2 separate regions of the Triticum aestivum genome follow, and region 1 is linked to region 2. The links are chromatin contacts, called in public Hi-C maps. All regions are on one chromosome and are shown on one strand. Each heading gives the region's core, a stretch centred on a gene start, on an enhancer-like site or on the middle of the called end of the contact. The rest is flanking DNA. Distances are from core to core; before and after follow the strand shown.

What was found. Hi-C and Micro-C count contacts between places; a contact is called where the count stands out from the background.
Region 1: a Hi-C map of leaf shows a contact between it and region 2, with 5 times the contacts expected there. The contact joins the promoter of LOC123039229 here to the promoter of LOC123045090 in region 2. A contact is called at or near these places in 2 of 5 Hi-C or Micro-C datasets (both in leaf).

What each region holds. Positions count from the first base shown.
Region 1 is chr2B:393,284,812-393,292,117 of IWGSC CS RefSeq v2.1, reverse strand. LOC123039229 (putative ubiquitin-like-specific protease 1B) reads left to right here and starts at 4,346. Exons shown (of 8, transcript XM_044462480.1): 1 at 4,346-4,658; 2 at 4,744-4,912; 3 at 5,022-5,170; 4 at 5,255-5,440; 5 at 5,564-5,689; 6 at 5,772-5,905; 7 at 5,982-6,056; 8 at 6,132-6,141. The coding sequence starts at 4,596. The coding sequence ends at 6,141. It also overlaps the pseudogene LOC123039230.
Region 2 is chr2B:393,033,513-393,040,380 of IWGSC CS RefSeq v2.1, reverse strand. LOC123045090 (peroxidase 51) reads left to right here and starts at 5,385. Exons shown (of 4, transcript XM_044468021.1): 1 at 5,385-5,780; 2 at 5,864-6,064; 3 at 6,161-6,326. The coding sequence starts at 5,571.

The DNA of each region.
Region 1 (7,306 bases), core at 3,097-5,596, 250 kb before region 2:
GCTGTAAGCAAGGAGCACCAAGAAGGCATCGTCCTCTAGGTATGAAAATTTCTGGATCTATCTATTCTGTAAAAGTTTAACAGTTATTAGATTAGGATCATGCTTGGTGAGGCATACCATCAAATTGCAAAGAAAGAACACCATTGTAGATAGTGCCAGGTTATAAAATTATCATAGGCAATACAATTGATTTTAGATCTAATAAAGCAGTCCAATTAGGTGGGCTACAACTGAATACAAACATTTCTTTCAGATATTATAGGCTAACAGCCTATTCTGACCATAGTTGACTGCCTAAGTTTTTAATGAAATCTCATAAATATATTTGAGCCAGAAAAACTAACATTAAACCAAGAAGCATCAGCTTGTATATTCTTATAGTAGATTTAAACATTCGATAAGATCCAAGCCGTGACAATTCAATAAGTTAACTTTACGATGTGTTGCTACGGGCAACAAGAATCAGATAATCCATCAACCTACATTGTTCAATCAGTTAACTGATCATATAATAGAAGGCCAGCTTAATATACCTTTGTGACACCAGTGCTGCTCGGAATGATGTTGAAGCTGGCAGCCCTTCCCCCTATCCAGTCCTTGCTGGAAGGACATTCAACAGTCTTCTGGGTTGCTGTAAATTTAAATTTCAGCCACACATAAGCATACAATAGTCAAATATATAATATAAAATGTTGAAGAAAAAACCCAGTGTAATGCATTACCAGTCATGGCATGAACTGTTGTCATCAAACCCTCAACGATGCCAAACCTGTCATTGATAACCTGAAAGAAACAAATTATCAGTATACAATTCCCAATATTGGCGGTTGGTTTGAGCTGCACAAAACTTCAATGATAAGCACCTTACCAAGAGGAGCAAGGTAGTTAGTGGTGCAGCTAGCGTTGGAGACAATGTCGATGTCAGATTTGTATTCCTTCTCATTGACACCACAGACAAACATGGGAGCATCCTTGCTGGGAGCAGAAATGATGACCTTATTGGCACCACCCTGAAAGTGGTGACACAGAAAACTAATTTAGTAAATTATATACAAGAAATATTCAGGTACCATGAAAAGGAAAGTGTGAAAGAATGTACCTACATGTCAGCTGCAGCCTTGTCCTTGTCAGTGAAAACAACATAGCAACCTCCTTCTCACCGATGAGAAGGGGCTTGGAGTCCTTCACCTTAACTCAATGGTGCTTCCACTGTCCGTTGACAGTGTCATACTTGAAAATGTAGGTCTGCCAGTTACAAGCACATAATTCAGAACTATAATATGAGACAATTAGCAGCGCTATGCTTTAATTAAGTACTAACTGGCATGGAGCCTGCATGTGTCTTATTTAGTAAGATAAGACAGAATACTACCAGGTGTACATATATTATAAATACCACAATGGAACAATAGTCACTGCGTGGAACAAATAGATTCCTCAAATCTGGAACTACCTAACTGATGATACAGACATACATGTAGAGACATTCACTAGATTCATGTACATCGCTATTTAATTGTGCTTATGATTGTGTAGCAAAGCATCAGCGTGTAACTAGAAGATCAAATCCATTCATGTTTGGCACATATCCAAGCTCATAATCCAGTGAATATAAATGGGTGTCCCATGCACGAGTCCAAAACGACCCTGCCATACGTGTTCGTATATCTCATAAGCTAGGAGAATCGAGAACAATACCATGTAGTCAGTGCTCATGAAGGGGTCGTTGACGGCGACCAGCCCGACATCGGGGCTCTGGAGAGCAACCCTGGCCACAAGCCTGCCGATCCGGACGAAACCTGCAGGGCAAAGCAAACATGCATCCAGTGGCGGAGCATGACAAGCAATTAAGGGGGGGGGGCAATGTTCTAAGTCAAAGCAAAATATGCATGAAAACAGATGTGAATCGTAAAAAATTACATGGTAATCAAGCACATCTTGCTCCTTCCATTCTCTGGCAGTCAGGCTCATCAATTGTTGGTTGCCGACTCGTCGTATTCCATGCATATGCAGTAGCAAGTAGATGGTAAATCTTAGTGATGGCAGAAGATGCAACAAGTAACAAGCAGGAAGCTACTCGTACATTTATGGATCAAGCTGCTTGTACTAGCTACCTAAGTTTGTACGAACAATTAATCAAGCTGCTTGTGCTAGCTAGCTATAGCTTTGTACAGATGGAATTATGGAGTATATATGGACTACACAATTTAATTGGATTGAATGGGAGTCATCCACCGATGGCTGGGGTAAAACACTTAATACATATACCTCATATATACGTATAGTAACACAAGTGCAGTTTGAAATGGGGGGTCACGACCCCGTTTTGCGTCCATAAGGCTCCGCCAGTGCATGCATCCATCAGAAAACAAACCCACGGAAGCAGCCAACAGTCAACAATCCAACTCAGGTTTCGGATCCAGTGAATATAAACGGGTGTCTCATGCACGGATCCAAAACGACCCTACCATACGTGCCCGTAGATCTCATAAGCTAAGAGATTCGAGAACGGTACCATGTAGTCGGTGGTGATGAAGGGGTCTTTGACGGCGACAAGCTCGACATCGTGGCTCTAGAGCGCAACCCTGGCCACAGGCCTGCCAATCCCGCCGAAGCCTACGGCGCAAAGCAAAAATGCATCCATCAGAAAACGAAACCACGGAAGCAGCCAACAGTCAACGAATCCAACTCAGGGTTCGGATAGGCGTACCTGACCATATGCTGTGGCAGATCGAGGCACCCCTCTTCTGATCTGCGCAAGGAACTCGCCGGAGATTAGTACATGCTCTCCGAACGGCGACCAGATCCAGCACCCGTGCCCGGTCGATGTTGCTCGATGTGTGCGTCACCTGCGGCCGCACACGGGTCACCGGAGACTGCTGCGGTGGTCGGCTGGCGGAGTCGTGGACGTTGGGGGCTAGGCGACGTGTGCGACGATGCGGCAGGGGGAGGTGAGCGGGCTAGATGTGGCGACTGGCGAGGGTGGAGAGGATAGGTGAGGGCCTGATGCGGCAACAGTGGGCGGAGGAGCGCGTCCGGCGGCTCGTGGACGCGCGCGGCCGGCGTCTCGTGGACGCGCGCGCGATGCGGCGGCGGAGGGGAAAGGGGAGTTGAAGAGAGTGGAGTGAGGAGTGAATGGGATAAGGTTGCGAGGGGTAGGTGGCGATAGGTTTTGTGGGAGGCGAGGGAGGTGGGCCGTCGGCCGGGGTAGGAGCGCCGTCGCCCGGGGGATGTGGGCCGTCGCGTGGTGGAGGTGGGCCGTCGCCTGTGCGTTGCCACGGGCTGGGCCTGGCCCAGCCTTTTATGTGGCCCTCTGTAATTTTGTGTATCCAAAACAAATGTCCATATATATATATAAAAATTATACATACCTCACAAAATCAATAAAAGTGTATAATAATATACATGGTTCATAAAAATATTTTTTTTTATACTTATTAAATAAACCAAGGGCATCACAACATAGCTAACCTTATTTCCATAGACTTGGTTCCATATATATATATTTTTATACTTATTAAATATACTTGGTTGAATAATGTTTGTTTGCATGTTTTATTTTATTTTGTTGCATATATTTCCATAGACTAAATTAATAATTTAAATATTTTTCAGATAATTACTTACTTATATAAGAATACTATAGTTAGTTGTTTTTCCTGGATTTTCATGGGGTACGACATTTATTTAAACAACATATATTTATAATAATATAAATTAGTTTTTTTTCATACAAAATTTTTTCTTATTTTCACATAAATTCTTATTATATATTATATATAATTATATGATCCAGTAGGAAATATCATATTTTCACTTAAATTAGGTTTTCTTATTTTCACTTAAATTAGGTTTTTTTTTTCATACAAGAACTTTTTTTTAATTATTTTTATACATCGCAAAGGGTTCGTCCCAACTGGGCCGGCCCAAATTATTTTTCTTTTTTATTTATATTTATTTCTTTTCTGCTTCATCACATTATTTCTCTTTTGAATACATGGATGTTTTTGGAAATAGATAGCAAATATGATAAAGTGAACAAATTTTGCAAAAAAAAATTATTATCAATTTTGAGAAGAAACTTTTAAACAAATGAAAATTTTGATGAAATTGAACAGAATTGGGACCACAAACTGTTTTTGAATCTTTTAAGTACATTCGAAAATGAGATCCATTTTAAAAGAATTGAACAATTTTGGAAGCGTGAACATTTTTTTACAAGCACAAACATTTTTTGAATATTGAGAACAAACTTTGAAAATCATAAACTTTGAAACAAATAAACTTTGTTAATGTTGGGTTGTTTGTTTTTGTTTTTGTTTGCCAATTTTCCATAGCCTATCATTTAATTTAAAATAGTTTAAGCAATTTCAAACGCCTACTAACTTATATGAACAATATAGATTTTTGTTTTCCCCGAATTGTTCTGTTTGTATAATGATTTAAGCGGCATTTGTTTCTAATATAACCAAATGCTTTTATTATTATCAGATAAAACAGTTGTTTTAGTTTCAGATACAGTTCTATTATATATTATGTATAGTTTTATGATGTAGTAAAAAATATTAAATATATTTTAGCATAGATATAAATTGATGGGTTCCGACATACGCACTGATGCAACGATGACAGACCGCACTGAAACACCGCGAGAAGAGGTGCATATAGCTAACCTTACTCTGTATATATATTATATATATATACGATACAATGAATGGTGTTTTTATATTTTTGTTTTCTCAGAATATAGTATACATGGATATGGACTCTGGAGATTCACGGAAAGAATCCATTGAGGGTTCAGATGCAATGTCGCTGCAAGGGGCCGGAAATTCACAACATAATCACGTAGAAGAGGTTATATCTCGTAATAAACCAAAAAAGGATGCTAATTTACATGTTATCCCACAAGGTATTTTTTTATATTATTATCAACATTATTTGTGATATTGTCTTTTGTATTCAACTCTTTTGGCCTTTATTGTTTACTAAGCTGTCTCACTTTTTTATGAATTTCATAGACTATGTTTATACCCCTAGAGATATTACAGTCATCGAAACAATCAAGTCTGCCCCTAAGAAAACCCAATTTGTGGACATTGGAGATGCCTTGTTAGCAAAAGACGATTTGGAATGCCTTATAAAAAATGACATGTTCTTACATGACGGTGTAAGACCAATTGCACAATCTTTGTAATTAATTGATTATATATAATACCATAATTTATAAATATAATCTAAATATTGTTTGCAGGTGATAAATGCTTACATATATTGTATGCTTGCTCACGAGCATCTACAACACAGGGCGGGTGAAAAGGTACACATTATTAGCACGTTTGTATCGGGCCAGATAAAAGAAGACAGAGAAAGAGACATAGACCCATCAAAATATCGTCGCATCGTGCGTCATGTTAATAGTTATCTACAACAAGATATGGTTAGCTTTTGTCTCGTAATCCATGCATATAATAATGGATTGTTTTTATTTAGTTCATATGTTTAATGATTTATTAATAACTGTATCTAATCGTGATTGTGACTTGTATCTTATTTACACCAGTTGTTCATCCCGATTAACATGCCGGGCTACCATTGGTATCTAGCAGTTGCCAACGCCAAAAAACGAGAGATCCAAGTATTGGACTCACTTGGTGAGAATGTCAAACGCAATGACCTTGCTACTACGGTAACTATCTATTTCTTTTATCATCTTAGCATTTATTTTGTTTGACTTCATTATTAACATTTCTCATATATATTTATAAAAGTTATTAGGGCTCGAGAAATGGCTGAAACTTGCAGAGCATAGTCCGAAGTTTATCAAAAGTCATAAGTGGCATGATCTCAATGTTACAAAATGGACGGTTGTAAAGCAAATTCAGGAGGCAATACAAACCGATGGGTAAGCACTTCTTTCAATAGTTTGTTTTTTGATTCATCTGTGTGATATTCTAAAGCATTATTTTATAATATTATAGCGTATCATGTGGATTGTTCATGCTAAACTATATGGAATACTGGACACCACATGGACTGTTAGACCAGTTTAGCAGGTATTTTAGTTTTATACATTAACTCATAATGCTTTATCAAAAAATCTTTTAAAATGTTTTTGTATTTTTTTGTAGGAGGATATGAAACATTTTCGACAAAAATTAGCAATTATTTTGCTTGATTCAGAGCTTAATAAGTTAAAAGGATGTCCCATGTACCATCAACCTCTCAAAAAAGAAACTTTATCTAATTCTGATCTTGAGATACTGGATGATCCATCTGACGTGGTCGAAGAGAATCGTCCCGCCCCAATCACTATCATTCTTACGGACCAACGTGAAATACTTGCCGGCCTCTGTAAATACATCGTGTTGATTAATGATGCTGGATCTTTGGAGTAAGTATCATGTATCAATATTTAATGTGCGGATATATATTATTGTTCTTCTTACCATCCAAATTATAGGAAGGTATGGGTCCGGAGCTCCACACCCGATCCAATGAGCTTAAGTCTTAAGAAACTTCAGTTCATACTTAACATGGAGCAGCCCATGGACAATGATTGCTTCAACACCGCCGTGCTTATGCTGGCATGTGACGAGGGAGTATTGTTCACAGACCCTCCTATACACTACATGGATCTACGATTTTGTGTAAGTTACTGTAACTCTTCATTCTAGGTGTCATTATTATCAACATGTTGAAACATTATTATTTTTCTTTTACTTAGTCCATGCTGCTAGAGTAAACATGAGGTCAGAAGTTTTGTGAGAAGGAAACTATCCAGACGCTGGCAACATTATTTGATAGCTGGCCTGGGATGGAGACCGACATCTCATCTTGCAATAAGGTAAATGAAATAATTTGACCATTGTAATCATGGTTTGTTTTAGTTTCTAATATCTCAACTTGTAGATTTATCTTCCCTATGCATCCATCGGCCGATACATCTTGTACATCATCGACAAAGAGGCACGTCGTCTATATATTATGGATCCTCAATCATCACAATCGTCAGAGGATAAAAACTTGAGGCATTCACTGAAATTAAAAAGTTTTTCAAGGGATTTCAAAGAAGCACTCGAAATAAAGCTGCCTGGGTGGAATTCTGATATATCTAAATGGCATCGTTTATTTTCGGCCGGTGTTCCAACGAGTATAGACGGGTAATGAATTCGTAACAAGAATATTTACTTTTGTTATCATTATATTATTTATAATATTAATTGAAAGTTTTCCAGGAATGTCTCTGGCTATTTTGTTTTTCATTTTGTGCTCTGGTGGAACGGTAAAGAATTGGTCAAGCCGG
Region 2 (6,868 bases), core at 4,136-6,635:
ACATTCTAAACATGCTCTGCTTCTATTTACAATGACTTGTCTTCATGTACTAGTAGATTTTCTGGCCCAGGATCTTGATTTTATGGATCAGACCGATCCATTTGACTGTGACTGTCGAAAACTTTGGTTGAGTTAGATGTTATTGTCCCGTTGGATTTTGTGTAAGCCTGATGAACGATTAATCATCGTGCTTTTGTACCTTTTGTAAGCTGGACTTAGATATTGCTGCCCTTTTCAACTCGGTTTTGACCCATATTTCTTTCATACAACCGGAGCTTCTATCAAGAAGCCTCATGGTTCCGAGAGGGAACTTGGTCACCTGATCTGTGTGGGAAATGACATACGTTGTCTCTTCCCGCCTTGATTTATTTTACAGAGGCAACATGCAACTGTGCTAAAAATATGAAATTATTCAGGGTTCGTTTCGCTATTTTATACATTGATTTTCCTAGGCATTTAAAAAAATAGCCAACATGTTATTATTGCAAGCAATCGTATTTTTCCAGCCGTGGGTAGCTATTTGATTAGACAGGACGACCGCGAGCAGTCTGCTGCGCATGCTCACCGCACCGGGAAGCGAGCCACGAGCGCTGTAATTTATTGTTGGTTTTGGACTTTTGTTTCGGCCGCCTCGGGAAGGTACGTAGAACAGTCCTCCATTCTCATCTACAAGCGCCGCAGTCGAGGATTGACGCGTGCTGGGAGATGGAGGACGAGCTGGCCAACAAGCAGGGGCGGGTCGAGTCAGAACCGCAAGAGCCTCTGGTGAACGTGGACTTCATCAGTAGCCTCCCCGACGAGATGTTGGTAACCATCATATCCCACCTTCCCATCAAATCTGGCATGTGGACCACTGTCCTCTCGTGGCGGTGGCACCCCTCTGGAACTCCACCCCCTGGTCCTCATCATCGATGGTGAGTTCTGCAGCGGGAGCGGCAACGCCTGGACGCATTGTCCCACGTCCTCGCCATGCACCCTCGGCCGGTTAGACGCCTTGCTATCGGCAGGTTCAATCCCCACTGCAAGGCCAAACCCAGGTTTCACTACTGGTTCCTATCCCCAGCCCTGGTGTGACGCCCCCAATTCAATCGTACACTAATCATGCACGCAAATGTGTACGATCAAGATTAGGGACTTACGGGAAGATATCACAACACAACTCTAAAAGTAAAATAAGTCATACAAGCATCATATTACAAGCCATGGGCCTCGAGGGCTCGAATACAAGTGCTCGAACATAAACGAGACATGAGAAGCAACAATATCTGAGTACAAACATAAGTTAAACAAGTGGCCATAAGATGGCTAGCACAAACTAGGATACAGATCGAAAGAGGCGCAAGCCTCCTTCCTGGGATCCTCCTAAACTACTCCTCGTCGGGGGCGGCCTGAACGTAGTAGTAGGCAGCTCCAATGTAGTAGGAGTCGTCATCGACGGTGGCATCTAGCTCCTGGGATCCAACGCATGGTTGCGGCATCCGAGAAGAAGAGGAAAAAAGGGGGAAAAGAGGGAGCAAAGCAATCGTGAGTACTCATCCAAAGTACTCGCAAGCAAGGATCTACACTACATATGCATGTGTATATGTGTAAAGAGGCAATATCGATGGATTGAACTGCAGAATGCCAGAATAAGAGGGGGATAGCTAGTCCTATCAAAGACTACGCTTCTGGCAGCCTTCATCTTGCAGCATATAGAAGAGGGTAGATTGAAGTTCGCCAAGTATCTTTGCATAGCATAATCCTACCCGGCGATCCTCCCCTCGTCGCCCTGTGGGAAAGCGATCACCGGGTTGACTCTGGAACTTGTCTGGATGTGTTTTATTAAGTATCTGGTTCTAGTTGTCATAAGGTCAAGGTACAACTCCGGGTCGTCCTTTTACCGAGGGACACGACTATTCGAATAGATAAACTTCCCTGCAGGGGTGCACCACATTTCCCAACACGTTCGATCCCTCTGGCCGGACACACTTTCCTGGGTCATGCCCGGCCTCGGAAGATCAACACATCGCAGCCCTACCTAGGCACAATAGAGAGGTCAACACGCTGGTTTAAATCCTATATCTTGCCTTGGGTGTGTGTGTCGTGTGCGGTGGTGGCATGTGTTTCTATCGGTGTCTCAGTTGTTATGTGATGATGTTTGCCTTATAATATAAAGCGGGGAAACCCTTTTTCATCTTATGAGTTTATCCCTACATGGTTTCTCATGGAAAGTTTTTAATGAGGCAACTGTAAAATAAGCATTGTGATATATCATTTTCTTCGTATTTTCTCACTAGGTCTTTAGAAGATGTTTTTCATGACATATTATGTATATCTCCTCATATTTTTTCCACAGGGTTTTTGGAGGAGGACGTTTCAAGACGACAGGCGCTAACCGCTGCGTCTCTCCTCGCTCCCTCTCGAATGGATATTCGTTCGTGTCCCTTGTGTTAGAATTAATCCGAGGCCATCGTCGATCTACCGAGGACCAAGCAATCACACAAACACAAGAACGAGATTTGTTAACGAGGTTCACCATCATGGCTACGTCCCCGGGGCCTGACTACGGGCGTTCCTCCCCATGACTCCGCTACAATACCGCACCCAGCCTGCCCGGGCACCGACACACGCCGCTGGCTCCCTCACGTGCCCGTGCTATTATGTTGGCATAGGTTGCATCATGTGTCTACCCCCGCTATATACGAGAGGCATAGGATATAAGTGTCCTACTTGGACACGACTCCATATCCTATCTAAATACAATACAACTACAAGTCCAACTGTAACCTACCTTGTACAATTATATTCGACACAACTCTAACAAACTCCACCTTGGCGAATATTCTTCACCACCTTGGATTCATCCATGCGTCAAACATCCATGTACATTGGACTCAAGATACGCCATGAGCACCGCTGCTACTCCCAGACTCCATGTGACTCCACCTGTAATTGTAGTCCCTTCTCATCTTCTTAACAGTCAACACTCGAGCAAAATTAAGTTCCTCATTACTCTACTTTGTGCTCCCAACTTCCGGAGTATCCATCCACCGCCATCACACACCGACCACTGTCTGCGTGAAAGTGAACAACTCACATATTGGACACCACATATAAGAGATACCCGAACTCAACATCATCGCCCTCCTCGACTGTCTGTTTGAAACTTGAAGGAATTTCACCGTCTCCCTGTGTCACCCTGAGTCAAATTCGTAGTTGACTCACCCTTCTTCCGTATAGTCTCTGGCATGTCCCATAGCTATAGCACTCGGCCTCCTTCTGTATTTGTCATCTGCACTTTGCCATGTGCACTGAACACCACAGAATATATAGTCATGTACTCTCTCAGCTTTCGACATTAAGACTTTCCGCCACTTTCTCAGATTCTCCATAGTCAACTTATGTCCATCAACCGGCACCGATAGACCCAGTCACCAACTTGAATCTAGTACTCATCAACACTGCTTCAGCACCCCCTGCACAATTTGTCTGACCAGATATCTGACCACCAGTTCATTGGCCCGTCGTTGTGTTCCGTGCTTACCGCACGCATCGCCGCTATCACCGCGTCGAGCCTCTGCCGTCCTGGTCAAGTCTCCCGGGTAGCTAACCCACACTGCCTCAACCCCCACTGTAGAGAACCACTGATCATCACTGACCGGTGCCGAGTATCACGTCTCCATCAGACCACCGGTACCCGGTCCGACCCACGTGTCTCTCGCTATCCCGCTCAAATAGGTTTCGACTCTCCATGCATTTACGTTGTAGCCCCTCCATCAGCAAAGAGTGTAGTCATCCATCAGGCTCCAGCTCCACCTTCAACATAACTCCATGTAGTTGGCCGTGCTACCCCCACGCCCCGTCGATCTCAAGCACTCATGTGTACACTACCTTGAATCAACCCATGCGCCACAGTCTAGTCGAAGCCGCACAAGCCCTCAGACCTACACCACGTGTTTCTACGCCCCAGAAGTTGGCCACCATCAGCATCACGCTCCTATATCGTCGTCACTGAAATCACCGCCATCTTCTGCTTTGACCAACATCCACGTCAGTCCATTAGACTGTCCAGTCCGATCCATCCGAAAGTATCCGACTGCTACCATGCTCCACCCCGCCGTATCTATCCCGCACATCTCCATGCATTGCTTTGACGCCCTGATTATGCATGTTCCCTGTTACGACGCACTCCAGACTCCTCCAAGCCTTATACGCACGTCACTATCCTCGGTTCCTGTTTAACTGCTAGTCGAACAACACCACTGCTGCCATGCCGCAATCTCCTTAGCGTACGAAGCAAAGAACCCAAAAGTAGTCCCTGTAGTCTCTTGTGTACGTGTGCAACCAACTCAAACAATTTCATCTACACCTGTAGCACCTAGTGACTTCCTGAATATTTTTCTCATTCTATTGTTCCATGCACGAGATCAAACATGCTAGTAACCAGTAGATTCCATGTTCCATCACACTACAATACCTTTCAGAACCGATTTTTTTCCTTAATAAATCATCGCGTCGTGTTTGTGTGATTGCTTGGTCCTCGGTAGATCGACGATGGCCTCAGATTAATTCTAACAAGTGGTATCATGAGCTATGGTTGCGAAGAGGCTGTTTGATTATTCTAGAGGAGGGCGACGAAGGACGTCTGATAACTCGGTCGTGGTGGCTCGAAGAGTTCTCGATGGACGTGGAAACTGTCGCAGGAAAAGCAATCGGAGCAGATCGTTCACAGCGGCGGCGGCATATGCATAATCGGATCGAATAGCGGTCAGGTGCAGCGTGCAGGCGAGGCCATTGACGGGCTGCAGCATGTGCAGGCGCCCGGCCGGCCGGGGTGCGGTATTATAGCGGTGTCATGGGGAAGAGCATCCGTAGTTAATGCCCCGAGGATTTAGCCATGATGGTCAACCTCGTTAACAAATCGCAATACCATACTCGTGTGATTACTTGGTCCTCGGTAGATCGACGTGCGCTTCGGATTATTCTAACACCTTGAGAGATATATAATGTACAAACATCGTCAATAATGAAATAGACAGAGATTCATTTGTCTTCCTTGTTTCATATCAGAAATTACGCGCTTGGAAAACCCCGTCCACTTACGGCATGCACTACGCAGCGATGAAACCAACTACTCCAGAGCAGAGCAGAGCTGATCGAGTACTCGACTGTTTTCCGTGATGGAAATGGAAATACAAGTATGTGTTGCAACCTTCCTAAAGCACTCGAGTACCCTGTGTACCGCAGATTTTGAGGCTAGCTTAATTTTGTGGGCATCGGAATATTCAAGAGTAGCATCGTTTTCAGATCACTGTCACGAAGGCAACGGACACTCGCTGCCTGCACTGCACGCCGATAAGCGTAGTCGATGGAGAGACCACCACCGATCGATTCATTAGTGGCCCTCTCTGTGTGACCTTATCCTTCGGTGCCCCTACCACAAACCCAAACTTGCCGTCGTCGCGTCGCCTTGCGCTCCACCAAGACAAACCCAACACACGGCGCCGCCCCACTGCGTGTACGTCTGCGTCCGCATATATTTGTGGCGGCGGCGAACACGCGTTATCTACCGAGCTACGACGGCGGGCCACATGACTCCGGCCGTGGCGGCGCTCCTGGTGGTGGCGGTACTGGCCGCGAGCGCCAACATGTGCGCGGCGCAGCTCCGGCGGGACCATTATGCCGGCGTGTGCCCCGACGTCGAAGCCATCGTCCGGGGCGCCGTCGCCAAGAAGTTCCAGCAGACCTTCATCACCGTGGGCGCCACCGTGCACCTCTTCTTCCACGACTGCTTCGTCGAGGTAACAGGCAAACATGCACCCTACGTACGTGCATGAAGAACCATGCCGCCATACGCTACGCTTCAACGTTTGTGTGCATGTAGGGGTGCGACGCGTCGGTGCTGATCGCGTCCACGGCCAACAACACGGCGGAGAAGGACAGCACTGCCAACCTGTCGCTGGCCGGCGACGGCTTCGACACGGTGATCAAGGCCAAGGCGGCCGTCGACGCCGTGCCACGGTGCCGGAACCGGGTCTCCTGCGCCGACATACTAGTCATGGCCACCAGGGACGCCATTGCACTGGTAACAAGTTCATGCATCGATCTCTTCCGCCTGATTCTCATACGTACGCACACAAGTATTTATTAGCTAACGCAAGACACGTACGGTTTGGCGCAGGCTGGCGGGCCGTCGTACGCGGTGGAGCTGGGGCGGCTGGACGGGCTGAGCTCGACGGCGAGCAGCGTCCCCGGCAAGCTGGCCCCGCCGACGTCCAGCCTCGATCAGCTCACGGCGCTCTTCGCCACCAACGGGCTCTCTCAGACCGACATGATCGCCCTCTCCGGTACGTACGTAATTAAGTCCAGTACCAGTATAATGATACTTCGAAAAAACAAATATTATAAGGCGGCAAATTACGCGTTGCTGATCGTGTACGTACGGGCTCTGTGTACGTTTGCTTTGCTTGCACATTGAAATCAAGTTGGGATAGGGACACTAATGACGGTGAAAGCTAGGTAAACCAGGGTTGCACCCAATTCCAAATCGGACATACCATGCGTTACCTGCCCTGTTCGGAGTGTGCAAAGCCGCCAAACTCCAGTCCAGCCTCATCAATGGAGAAGACGTCGAATGCGACGAGACAAACCTACGTGCCGGGCTGCCGGCCCATGACCCTGTCCTACAATGACATCTTTGATGGATCAATCCCTCCAAAACCAAAAAATATATTCTTCGATGGATCATCAACTTAATTGATTGCTCTGTCCATCTACAGGATTGCTAGAATATGTTTTCACGATTTGCTGTCAGGGACAAGTTGGATGATTCCGCAACAACCTCCCTAAATAACAGTTTTATATAAAACACATCCATCCACCCTCTCAG